Linked DNA regions of Macaca mulatta: region 1 is linked to region 2. Evidence: chromatin contacts called from public Hi-C data. All regions are on one chromosome and are shown on one strand. Each heading gives the region's core, a stretch centred on a gene start, on an enhancer-like site or on the middle of the called end of the contact. The rest is flanking DNA. Distances are from core to core; before and after follow the strand shown.

The links. A called contact is a pair of places that touch in the nucleus more often than the background predicts.
Region 1: a contact with region 2 is called in a Hi-C map of liver, with 1.5 times the contacts expected there. The contact joins the promoter of EGLN2 here to the promoter of COQ8B in region 2. A contact is called at or near these places in 2 of 14 Hi-C or Micro-C datasets (cortical neurons and liver).

Annotation. Positions count from the first base shown.
Region 1 is chr19:51,919,392-51,925,825 of T2T-MMU8v2.0, forward strand. EGLN2 (egl-9 family hypoxia inducible factor 2) reads left to right here and starts at 2,146. Exons shown (of 5, transcript NM_001261091.1): 1 at 2,146-3,050. The coding sequence starts at 2,214. It overlaps RAB4B (RAB4B, member RAS oncogene family), which reads left to right. Exons shown (of 8, transcript XM_077982883.1): 8 at 1-170.
Region 2 is chr19:51,830,435-51,836,129 of T2T-MMU8v2.0, forward strand. COQ8B (coenzyme Q8B) reads right to left here and starts at 3,151. Exons shown (of 15, transcript NM_001265945.1): 1 at 3,142-3,151; 2 at 821-925; 3 at 568-687; 4 at 357-423. The coding sequence starts at 922.

The sequences.
Region 1 (6,434 bases), core at 896-3,395, 88 kb after region 2:
GAGCCTTGAGTCCCAGCTCTCCAGAGTTACGGTGGAGGGGGCGGGGCATTCAAAATGACCTTATATTCCTTCGTCCCCCAAAATGTTCCCAGCTCTGTAGCGTTCCGTGGATTTTTTTTGTTTCATTTTTTAATTTTGTGTAAAGATAAGGTCTCACTCTGTTGCCCAGACTTTCCCTGGTTCTTTATTCTGATTCCCACGATTGTCCCGAGGGGGCAGGGCGGAGCGGGTCTTGAAAATACACATTGGCACAACATCCCTTCTAGTCCGCGTTCCCTTTTCTCAAGGGCATCCCGCACTTTTTCTCCTCCGTTATAAAAGATACTTATGTAAATTACTGACGTGCGAATTTACATACATTTGCCAACTAACTGCGCAGCCATTTATCCATCTCTCACCCCCGTTCCTGGGCTGCGAGGAGGAGGAGGAGCTAACCCTGTAAATGAAGTCACGCGCACCGCGCTGCCGAACCCGGTGCCCGCGCTGGGGGGGAACGCGGGGTGGGCCTGTTCGTGTAAATCACATAATTTGCGTGCTCCGCCCCGCCAACGCCACTTGATTCCAACATGCAGGAAACGCCCCCTCCCAGACCCGGCCCCTCACACTGCGATCCCCCTCCCGCGCAAAGGGGGCGGGGCGGAGGATGATGCAAATGAACCTCGTGTCGGCCACGGAGCCCTGTTTCCTTTTTCCTTGGCTGGGGGCTTGTCCCGAACTTCCTCGCCCAGCGCGGCTCAGGTCTGCGCAGGCGCCGTTGCCTCCGTTGGGGCGCGGTCACGTGCCCAACGGGCGAGGCGGGGCGGGGCGTCGCGCGCGGTGGGGGCGGGGTATGGCGCGCTGTGCGGCGCAGGGCGGCTGGCACAAACGGCGGCGCCGGGGCCGGAGGAAAAAGCTTGGTGAGGAGGTCGCGGGGCGAGAAGGGAGCGGGAGGAGACTGAGTCGGAGCCGGGGCGCCGACACGAACAGGGCGGGGTGTGGGGGCGCCCGCCGGGGCCTGCCAGGGCGACCCCGGTAAGGGGGATGTGGGTGCGGCGCGGGGGAGGGGACGCGCGCCGGGGACGTTGGGTGCCGGCCGTTGGGGGGGTTGGGGTGGGGGCGGGGAGCGCGCGCCGGGCGGAGGCCGCGGGGAGGGGGAGGGGAGGGGGTCCGAGCGGCCCCTAGGCCTTGTCCCTGTCGCTACAGCTCTCCAAAGTGGCCTCAGGGCCCGCCCGGGGTTGGGGGCGTGGGGGTGCCCCGGAGGAGGGTGCCTTTTTCCCTCGTCCTGTCTCCGGGTGCGTGCACCCTCTTCCGTCCTTCCCTCTGCCGCCGCGGACCCTCTCCCCGAGGGCCCCTCCCTTCGGTCAGTCTCGGGACCTCCCTTCCGTCTGGGCGTGTGTCCGCCCCCGGCCGGCTTCCTCCCGTCGGGCTCGGGTCGACCCTACCGCCCCGCTCCGTCCCGGGCCCTCCCTCCCAGCTTCCCTCCCAGCTTCCCTCCGGTCTGTTTTTCTGTCTCTGGGTCCCTCGTTCTCTTTGTCTTTGGACTCCCCAGTTTCCTCTGTCTTTTGACCCCCCCGCCCCCAACTCTGATTCTCTCAGAATCCCCCACATTTCTCTGTCTGTCTCTGGAACGCCGAGGCAGATCCCTCCTATTTTCCAAACTCCCTCCTTCCCACCCCTCCACACCACCCTTTTCTACTCCAGCCCTCCTTTCTCTGTCTTTGGTTACCGCGTCCCACAACCCGCACCACAGTCCTCTGTCTTAGGGTCGTCTACCCAGCCTCTGGCCTCCAGCCTTTCCCTATCACTGTCCCTTGTCTGTCAGCGGACTCTCACACCTCCAGATTCTCAGGGTCTTCTCCCCGACTTGGCCCCAGGTTTTGGGGGACCTCTATAGTCAAGTCTGTCCTGGTCGTCTTCCCCACTCCTGCCCATGCCATCCCCTCTTTCCCTAGCCTGCCTGTCTCTAGCTCCTCTCACATCCCTTTTCTTTTTCCTTTTTCTAGCCACCCTGAAGGGTCCCTTCCCAAGCCCTTAGGGACGGCAGAGGACTTGGGGACCAGCAAGCAACCCCCAGGGCACGAGAAGAGCTCTTGCTGTCTGCCCTGCCTCACCCTGCCCCACGCCAGGCCTGGTGGCCCCCAGCTGCATCAAGAGGCAGAGGAGGAGGCGGAGGAGGGTGGCACCATGGGCCCGGGCGGTGCCCTCCATGCCCGGGGGATGAAGACACTGCTGCCATGGACAGCCCGTGCCAGTCGCAGCCCCTAAGTCAGGCTCTCCCTCAGTTACCAGGGTCTTCGTCAGAGCCCTTGGAGCCTGGCCGGGCCAGGATGGGGGTGGAGAGTTACCTGCCCTGTCCCCTGCTCCCCTCCTACCACTGTCCAGGAGTGCCTAGTGAGGCCTCAGCGGGGAGTGGGACTCCCAGAGCTACAGCCACCTCTACCACTGCCAGCCCCCTTCGGGACGGTTTTGGCGGGCAGGATGGTGGTGAGCTGCGGCCGCTGCAGAGTGAAGGCGCTGCAGCGCTGGTCACCAAGGGGTGCCAGCGACTGGCAGCCCAGGGCGCCCGGCCTGAGGCCCCCAAACGGAAATGGGCCGAGGATGGTGGGGATGCCCCTTCACCCAGCAAGCGGCCCTGGGCCAGGCAAGAGAACCAGGAGGCAGAGCGGGAGGGTGGCATGAGCTGCGGCTGCAGCAGTGGCAGTGGTGAGGCCAGTGCTGGGCTGATGGAGGAGGCGCTGCCCTCTGCACCTGAGCGCCTGGCCCTGGACTATATCGTGCCCTGCATGCGGTACTACGGCATCTGCGTCAAGGACAGCTTCCTGGGGGCAGCGCTGGGCGGCCGCGTGCTGGCCGAGGTGGAGGCCCTCAAACGGGGTGGGCGCCTGCGAGACGGGCAGCTAGTGAGCCAGCGGGCGATCCCGCCGCGCAGCATCCGTGGGGACCAGATTGCCTGGGTGGAAGGCCATGAAGCAGGCTGCCGAAGCATTGGTGCCCTCATGGCCCACGTGGACGCCGTCATCCGCCACTGCGCAGGGCGGCTGGGCAGCTATGTCATCAACGGGCGCACCAAGGTAAGGCCAGGTGGGGGCCTCTCTGGCGGGGCTTTGCAGCATCCTGGTTTGGCATTCAGTGCTCTGAGCACAGTGGGTTTGGAGACAGGCTTCTGGGGGGCTTCTGGGTTTAGGCAGTTCAGTGGAGTGGGTTGCTCACTTGTGGGGACTCGGGGGGGCCTTGTCCTCCCTGTGGGCCTTAATGTGTGCACCTGTAAGCTAGGAGTTTGTCCTGGAGCCACAGTGGTTCTTGACTTTGCCAGGAACTCTCTTGAAGAAACTCATGAGAGTTGCTGACATTCACAGCATGGGCCTTGGTGGGGTTCATGGCCTCCTGGTGTCTGTCTGGGGCCCCGGACCAAGCGCAGTGATGTAGACAGGCACACAGTTCACTTGTCTGTCCTCTGTTGCTGTCTGTCCCTGTCCGCATCCTTCCCTGCGCTCCTGTTGTCCATCCCTGTTTGCTGGCCCATGTCTCTAGTTCGTTCATCTGTCTCCCAGGCAGGAGAAGCAGAACGGGTAGGGTGTGATGAGTGAGCCCTGGGCTGAGGGAAGGAAAGGGGTGCTGCCCGCTAGGCCCAGTGCCTGGCCCTGGACTGCATTGTGCCCTGGGTCCCTACTGTGGCATCTGCATCGAGGACAGTCTCCTGGGGCTGGTACTGGGTCGCTGCCTGCTGACCCAGGTGGAGCTCTCATCCCCATGTCTCCCACCCTTCCCCGTCCCAGTCCCTGCCATCCATTCCCCCTGTCCTGTGTGTCACTTCCTCCCTTCCCATGTTTGTCTCTTCTCTCTGCCTTTATGTGTTTGTTCTTAGTCTCTTTTTCTTTTTGCTTTAGAACAGTAGTTCTTAATTGTATTTTGGAGTCTGGGTCTTTTTGAGAATCTGTCAGAGGCCACAGATTCTCTCTTAAAACAAATACTCATTTGCTTGGAGTTTCCAGGCAGTTATCAAGGCCTCATGGCCTCCAGCTGCCTGTTCAGGAACCTGGGGTCAGGAGCCCAGCACAGGGCAGTGGTCCACAGGGCCCTTCCGGCGTGCTGACAGGATCACTGTCTTCATAGGTGGTGTGGGGGCCTGGCCTTGAGTACAGGGCTTGGTGTCCTTTGGACAGGGCCCTGTGGGGAGTGCCCACTGCTCAACACAGCGATGCCTGGCTGGCCGATGGCACGGGCTGTGTTGTGCCCTGCAGGCATGAGGCTGAGCTCCTGATGTCCCCTGCCTCCTCCTGCAGATCCCATCTTGGGTTCTGCCTCTGTGTGGCTTTCCTCTCAGGCTGGAGCTGGCTCAGGGACCAGGGCTCCCCCGGGGCCAAGGCCTGTTTCCTCCCCACCCCAGCTGGAACTTGTTCTACTTCCCTCTCCCTCCCGTTACTTGATAGCTGAGCCAGAGCCGGCCCCTCCCTGGGCTTGGCTCCGTGCGGGCAGGATCAGTGGCCTCCCTGGCTCAGCATCTTCACACCAGGTTGGCTGTTGTCCTCGTCAGGGGGAGACCAGAAGGGCTGAGTGGCCCAGATGGGACACTGCTCTGAGCCTCAATTTGCTGATCCACGGAACAGGAAAACCAGGTTACATCTCCAGCGAGTCTGTGGCAGTTTGGGGTGGGGAGAGTAGAAGGAGAAGATCTCTTGTCTTTTTTTTTTGAAGACAGAGTCTTGCTCTGTTGTCCAGGCTGGAGTGCAGTGGCGAGATCTCGGCTCACTGCAAGCTCCACCTCCCAGGTTCATGCCATTCTCCTGCCTCAGCCTCCCGAGTAGCTGGGACTACCGCCCGCCACCTCGTCCGGCTAATTTTTTGTATTTTTAGTAGAGACAGGGTTTCACCGTGTTAGCCAGGATGGTCTCTATCTCCTGACCTCGTGATCCACCCACCTTGGCCTCCCAAAGTACTGGGATTACAGATGTGAGCCACTGTGCCCGGCCGGATCTGTTGTCTTTTGGTGCCTCTGGTGCCCACCTTCCAGGGGGTTGGGGACAGGGCCCCGGCGAGGATTGGAGAGGGGAAGTGTTTGGACCTTTTTAGCCTTAGGTGACCCTAATTGTCCTAGGGAGGTAAGGATAGGCCAGGCTGGACTGGGAACATAGGGGAGGAGCCAGCCGTCCCCTCCCCAGTGAGAAACAACTCCAGGCTTTTCTGCTTTTAGAGGGCGCCATCTGGACTCTGCTGGACTCCAGGGTAAGGCTGTGGGGTGCTGAGGTGGGCCACAGCAGTTGCCGTGGGGACATGGATCACCAGTGTGGCGGGCTAGAGCCAGTGGGAATCTGCTTCTTAGTCCGTTCTTAGTGGAGCTCCTGTGTTCTACCTTCCCCCAACTCCTTGACTGGGGACAGGTGCTCGGTTGACCTGTAGTTGGGAGAGAGTTGACTCCCACTGGCAGCAAGGGCCACCAGAGGGGACCCCAGGGAGGGTCCACCTTGCTTGGTTTACTCCTTGAAGAGCAGCTTGGAGGTGGGACAGTCACAGGCTTCTGACTGGGGGGTGTGTGTAGTGGTGTTGGGTCTCTTGGCAGGCCCATTGTCACCAATAGCCTTTAAGTCTTTAGTCTCCTGGCCCTGGTCCCACCTGCCCCTCCCCTAGGTGGGAGGGGTTGAGAGCAAGTTTCCTGAGGCCTTCCCCTGTGAGGGCAGGAAGTAGATACTTTCCTTGGGGCCAGAGGATGCTTTCACCCCCAAGGTGTGTATATGTGGGGGAAGGGTGGGGCCCTAAAGAGCAGGTTCCTGTTTCTGCATGTGTCCTGTGTGCTTGGTGGGAGGTGCTGTGTGAGAATGTACAGGACAGGAGGGAACACAGCAGGGCTGGGGTGCAGAGGAGGCCCAGAGCAGTGTGCTCAGTCAGCAGGTACTGCATTGGGCACTGGGGAGACTGACGTGGCCCCAGGGGCTTCGCTGTGGCTGCCTTCCAGGCCAGTACTAGGTAAACAGGTGCCTGTGCTGATGCCATGTTGCTAGGAGTGGAATGGACAATCAGCTGGAGTACTCAAGGTGACCCTTGGCCTCTGAATCCTGAAGAACAAGGAGGGTCAGAAGGGAGAGTGTCCCAGGCCAGGGCAGAGGCCTTGTGGTGGTGATGAGCTCAGCCTGTTGAGGCATGGAGCGGAGTGATGGGAGTGGCACATGAGGTTGGGGGCCTTTGAGGCTGTGGCTGGGAATTTGTATTTTCTTGGGATGCAGCGAAGACCTGGAGAAGAGGGGCTCTGGCTGCTGTGTGGGGAAGGATTGTGGTGGAAGAGGGTGCAGCACTGGACCCCTTCCCTGTCACCCATCCACGTGCATCATCAGTGTAATCTCTGATTGGATTCCTAACTGGGGAGGCCTTGCCCATCTCTAGTCAGTAAGTCACTGATTCCAAGCCTCCTGGGCCATGGCCAAATTCTTCTCCCAGTGAGGTGGTTGTCGGAGTGTCGACCC
Region 2 (5,695 bases), core at 1,901-4,400:
CGAGACTGTCTCAAAGAAAAAAAAAAAAGTACCCGGGCGTGATGGTGCACAAGTGTGGTCCCAGCTACTCAGGAGGCTGAGGCGAGATAATTGCTTGAACCCAGGAGTTTGAGGCTGCAGTGATTGCGCCACTGCACTCCAGCTTGGGTGACAAAATGAGACTCTGTCTCAGAAAAAAAAAGAAATCATCATTTACGTTCCTCTCAATTTCTCTTGGCTTTGCAGGCCCCTGCCTTTGTCTCTCTTTCTCTGTCTCTCTCTCTTTCCTGTCTGATTCATCCTCTCCCTTGCTTCAATCTGTAAATGTTGCCTCTTCTAATTGAGGTCACACAAAGATCCCCCAAAGTCACACCTACCCCCAAAGTTGGCCAAGCGGCTGATGCGGGAGGCAGGCACCTTGCGTTCTCGAGAGCGGTCACTCAGCTGGGAAATGGGGACAAGGTCTGAGTGTGGGAAAGTGGACATCCTGCCCAGAGAGTGCAGCCACCCTGCCACCACACCCTTCCCCAAGTTCACAGGGCCAGCAGTTTTCGTGGGGTGTTGCTGGGTGGGTGGGGGTAATGATACCTGGAGCCGGGGTGTCTTCCTGGGACGGGCCTCCCGTGCCCTGCGAATGTCCTCCTCACCCAGGCCTCTCCCAGGCCCACCCTGGTAAAACTTTTGGGCCCAAGAACCTCCACATGGCCCCTGCAAGAGACATACTTTGATTAGGAGGGGAGGACATGGGATCACCTGGCCCTTCTGGGCCCCTCCTGTCCTTTTACTCCACGAAGTCTCCCTCAGCCTCTTCCCCTTGGGGACCTGCTCCCCAGCCTCTTACCCAGTGGTGGGGCCCAGGCCCCAGGGCCCCACAAGGCCGACCAACAGTCTGGCCCAGCTGTCCACCGGTCCCCTGAAGTAGGCCCCCCACCTTCAGCCACATTGCCTGCAGGAGAAGAGGAGGGATTATTCAGGTGGGAGTTGCCTGGCTTCTTGGCCAGGCCCCCATGTTCCTCTGTGTCCACCCTCTCTGATTTCCACCCACCAAATACTTCCTCCACTATTAATAGATTCCCACAGTTTCTCCTGGTTCTCCCCTGGTTGCTAAGAACCCTTAGCTCTTCCTGCGCGCCTCCCAAAACCCACTTTCCCCCTCTCCCAACCCTCGCCGTTGCTAGGGTCCTCCCCCGTTTCTAGACACCCACAGTTCCTCAGGGGCTACCTCTCCACTTCTCTGAAACCCCCTTCGTTGCTATGCACCGCCTTCCCCTCTGTTGGCCCTGTAGGCACCCGCAATTCCTCCGGTGTCCCCCGCCCGATCCCCACCCCGTTACTGGGCACCTCCACCCGTTGCTAAGCACCCACTGCTGTCAGCCTCCGATTCCGCAACTTGCTGGGGGCCTCCTGTGCTTCCGGGAGCCTCAGCATGCCCGCCCCCTTCGGCCAGCCAACCAATGGCGCGGCAGCAACTCGCTGACTGGCATGGAGTTTCCCCATCTGTGCGCGGAGGAACCGGCCAGGAGCGAGGCCCGAGCGTTGGAGTCGGGAATTAGGGTGGGCGTCCGGGGGCCCACCTTTGGGGATTGCTGAGGCATCGCGGGAGCGCAAGAGTGCCCTGTCTGCCCTTCCACTCACCTCAAAGTGCCTTGTACGCGACAGACCCGTCTGTTCCCTACACTTCCTTGCAAAGTCTCCCTTACAAACCTGACGCCTCTCTTCTGCACGCGTATCTTGCCAACCCCCCTTCTTATTTTTACCCCTGGCAGGCTCAACACATCTCCTATGAATACACATTCTTCCCAGCAAACATTTCCCTTGCACATGGAGCCCCTCCACTTTGCACAAACACCCACATTCTGGCACCCAACCTCCTTCCTTGCGCATATAAACCCCTTGCCTTGCTTGCCAACTGTTTCCCGCTCACGCCTTCAACTCTTTCGTGTACATACCCCCCCACACACACTTGCACACTGAGGCTCTGTTCCCTCACACACCCTGCTCTCTCCGCTCCCCGCCCACCTGCGGGATGGTGCGACTGGGAGCCCTCTGCTTCCTGTAGGCCTGACATTTCCCAGAACACACTCAGCCAAGATTCCCAGTGCTGAGTCAGGAACCTTGGCATCCCAGAAAACCAGCTCCCATCCTGTGTGTGTGTGTGTGTGTGTGTGTGTGTGTGTGTGTGTGTGTCTTGGAAAGCCTGCTCTCCCCACAACAGGCTGACTCACCCACTTCTCACAGTCTGGAATAGAAGCAGCTGGTTGGGGCATCTTTCCCACCACTGGGAGATTTAGGGATGCCGATGCTTCCCCCACAGAACCCAGCTGTCCCAACCCCTCTTGTCGGGAATCAGGCCTCTTTGTCTCTATTCCTGTACTGTGTAACCTCAGAAAAGCCCTCATCCCTCTCTGAACTTCTCCTTCCCAGCCTGTATGATGTACTGGGTGGGCTCCTGCCTTTGACGTCTCATTGGTCTGTGAAGAGGTGACTCATTTTAGAGCCTTGGACCTGTACCCAGTGTCTCCCCCAGCTGATTCAATTTCAAGACAATCCACCTCCTGTCCCCCTTCAGACGTGAAGGGCTGACTCAGGAGCTGGGTGGCAGTTCAGCCTCAGGGACAAAATATATCAAAATCACCTAGGACAATAAATAATCCCACTGGGCTACAACTGACAGTGCCAGGCCTGGGGCCACGTGCTTCACATATATGAGATCATATCAGATAGCCCCGTAGCTGCAAACAAAGGGTAGAGGCCGGCGGATCTCTGAGCCTCCGTCCTCATGTGTAAAATGGAGCCCTGGCATCCCTATTGTTCAGTCTTGGAGAATGACCTGAAATCGTGTCAGGGTCTGATACAGAACAAGTGCTCTATACATGAGAGAGATTACGGAAAATTAAATGGACCGTAAGTCATTTGCTCAGGGTAGCGGAGCTGGGAACTGGCAGAGGAAGGTCTCGAACCCATAATCGTGGGATCTCCAAGTCTTTGAAAGTCTGTCCCGCCCCTGCGTGAAGAATGGGCGCAGGGCTGAACTCGTCACCAGGGGTTTTAGGGAAGGTTGAACTTGTCATTCAACTGTGTAGAGAGGGTGGATTAGTCACAGGGGTGGAGGGAAGGGGCCCACTGGCGCGCCACCAGGACCCCGGTGCCCTAGATGCATACCTGGTCGCGCTTCGGACGCTCAGAGGCAAACCCCCTCCTCTTGGGAGGCGGAGTCAGACGAGGCTCCGTCTCGTTCCGTTGCGCCACGTCCGGTGGGGCGGGGCTTCGGGGCTTTCCCCTGTAAGGGGAGTATCGGTTAACCCTTGCGCAGCGGGGCGGGCTGGAGCTCCGCGGGCCGGAACCCGAGAGTCGGGGCTCCCCAGCCACACCCCTCGCAGGATTTAAAGGGATAGGAGTGGCCGGGTCGGCCGAAGCCCGAACCGAAGGAGCGGGCATGAGGCGCTGCCCGTGCCGTGGGAGCCTGAGCGAGGCGGAGGCTGGGGCGCTGCCCGTGGCGGCCCGCATGGGACTAGAGGCGCCGCGAGGAGGGCGGCGGCGGCAGCCGGGACAGCAGCGACCTGGGCCCGGCGCAGGGGCCCCGGCGGGGCGGCCGGAGGGGGGCGGGCCCTGGGCCCGGACTGAGGGGTCCAGCCTCCACAGCGAGCCTGAGAGGGCCGGCCTCGGGCCTGCGCCCGGGACAGAGAGTTCGCAGACAGAATTCTGGACAGACGGACAGACTGAGCCCTCGGAAGCTGGCCTTGGAGTAGAGACCGAGAGGCCCAAGCAAAAGACGGAGCCAGACAGGTCCAGCCTCCGGACGCATCCAGAAAGGAGCTGGTCAGAGCTGGAGACGACCTGTCCTTGGACGGAGGCCGGGACAGATGGCCTTTGGACTGATCCGCGCAGGTCCGACTTCCAGTTTCAGCCCGAGGAGGCCAGCCCCTGGACACAGCCAGGGGTTGATAGGCCCTGGACAGAGCTGGAAACACATGGGTCACAGACTCAGCCAGAGAGGGTCAAGTCCTGGGCTGATAACCTCTGGACCCACCAGAACAGTTCCAACCTCCAGACTCACCCAGAAGGAGCCTGTCCCTCAAAAGAGCCAAGTGCTGATGGCTCCTGGAAAGAATTGTACACTGATGGCTCCAGGACACAACAGGATATTGAAGGTCCCTGGACAGAGCCATACACTGATGGCTCCCAGAAAAAACAGGATACTGAAACAGCCAGGAAACAGCCTGGCACTGGTGGTTTCCAAACACAACAGGATACTGATGGCTCCTGGACACAACCTAGCACTGATGGTTCCCAGACAGCACCTGGGACAGACTGCCTCTTGGGAGAGCCTGAGGATGGCCCATTAGAGGAACCAGAACCTGAGGAATTGGTGACTCACCTGTACTCTGACCTGAAGTGTAGCCCTCTGTGCCCTGTGCCCCGTCTCATCATCACCCCTGAGACCCCAGAGCCTGAGGCCCAATCAGTGGGACCCCCCTCCCGGGTTGAGGGGGGCAGTGGCGGCTTCTCCTCTGCCTCTTCTTTCGACGAGTCTGAGGATGACGTGGTGGCCGGGGGCGGAGGTGCCAGCGATCCTGAGGACAGGTCTGGGGTGAGTGGGACCCATCCTGCCCTTTTGAGCCACATCCCCCAAAACTCCTTATTCCCCTGCCTTTGCTTAGGAAGTTCTCTACCCATTTACTCTTAGTTGCCCACCAGCAATTTCATCTCCAGGAACCTCTTCCATCCACTGACCTCCTCTCTCTGACAGCCAGGTTACTAATTCACTACAGGCACCCCCTTTTCATTCTCGCCTTTCCTCTGCCTGCACTGTCTCCACTCCTGGGGGTCTACAATGGAGGGCCACTGACCGACTTCATGGGGCCCAGGAGCCCCTGAAATTGTAGGACTAAGGAGACTGCTGTGCGTGTTCACATACATTGTTGCAGTGAGGGTCTGACATCTGTCCCATCCTCTGGAATCTGAAGAACACTGGAATAGGGAGACAGGCAGGGTGCACTTTCTACCCCACATTTCTTAATCTGGGGCCTGTGGCTGCCTTAAAGGCTCACAGACCTTCACCACCCCTTAGCCCATTTGTATGTACATTTTTCTAGGGAGCAAAGCGATTCCCCCAGCTTTCATCAGATTAGCAAAAGGGCTGTGTGAAGTCCAAACGCCAAACGATCCTTGGCCTAGCCGGGAGCTCACCTGGTGTCCCCTGTGACCCTAGGTCCGCAAGGAGCCCCCTGCACACTCTTGTTTACTTCGTCCACCCTCACCCCCAGCTTGGGTGTGGCTCTCCCCTGGTGAATCAGGAGGGCTGGCCGGGCAGGTTGAGGGAGGGCGGGACAGAGCAGAGGCCGGCGTAAAACTGGAGAGCCTCACGTCGGGCTGGGAGCCGAGTCGGGAGTCCATCAGCTTGCCAGCTTGTCTGCTGAGGCCTCTCATTGCTCTGGGGCCCCTGGCTGGAGTCTGCTCTGAGCCCCCCTCACCCCACATGCCTTCCTTGGGGACGTGTTCACACATGTGGCCCTAGCTGTGAGAGACAGACCTGCCTTAACCTGCCTGTGCCCGTGCGCAGAGGCTGACACTCCTGGGCCCCATTGCTTTTTTCTCTCTGCCTGCCCTCTCACTTCCTTGGCATCTCAGAACAGCTGGGCTGGAAGTGGGTGAATAATAATAATAATAATAATAATAACAACAACAACAACTAGCACTCACTCATGTTTAGCCC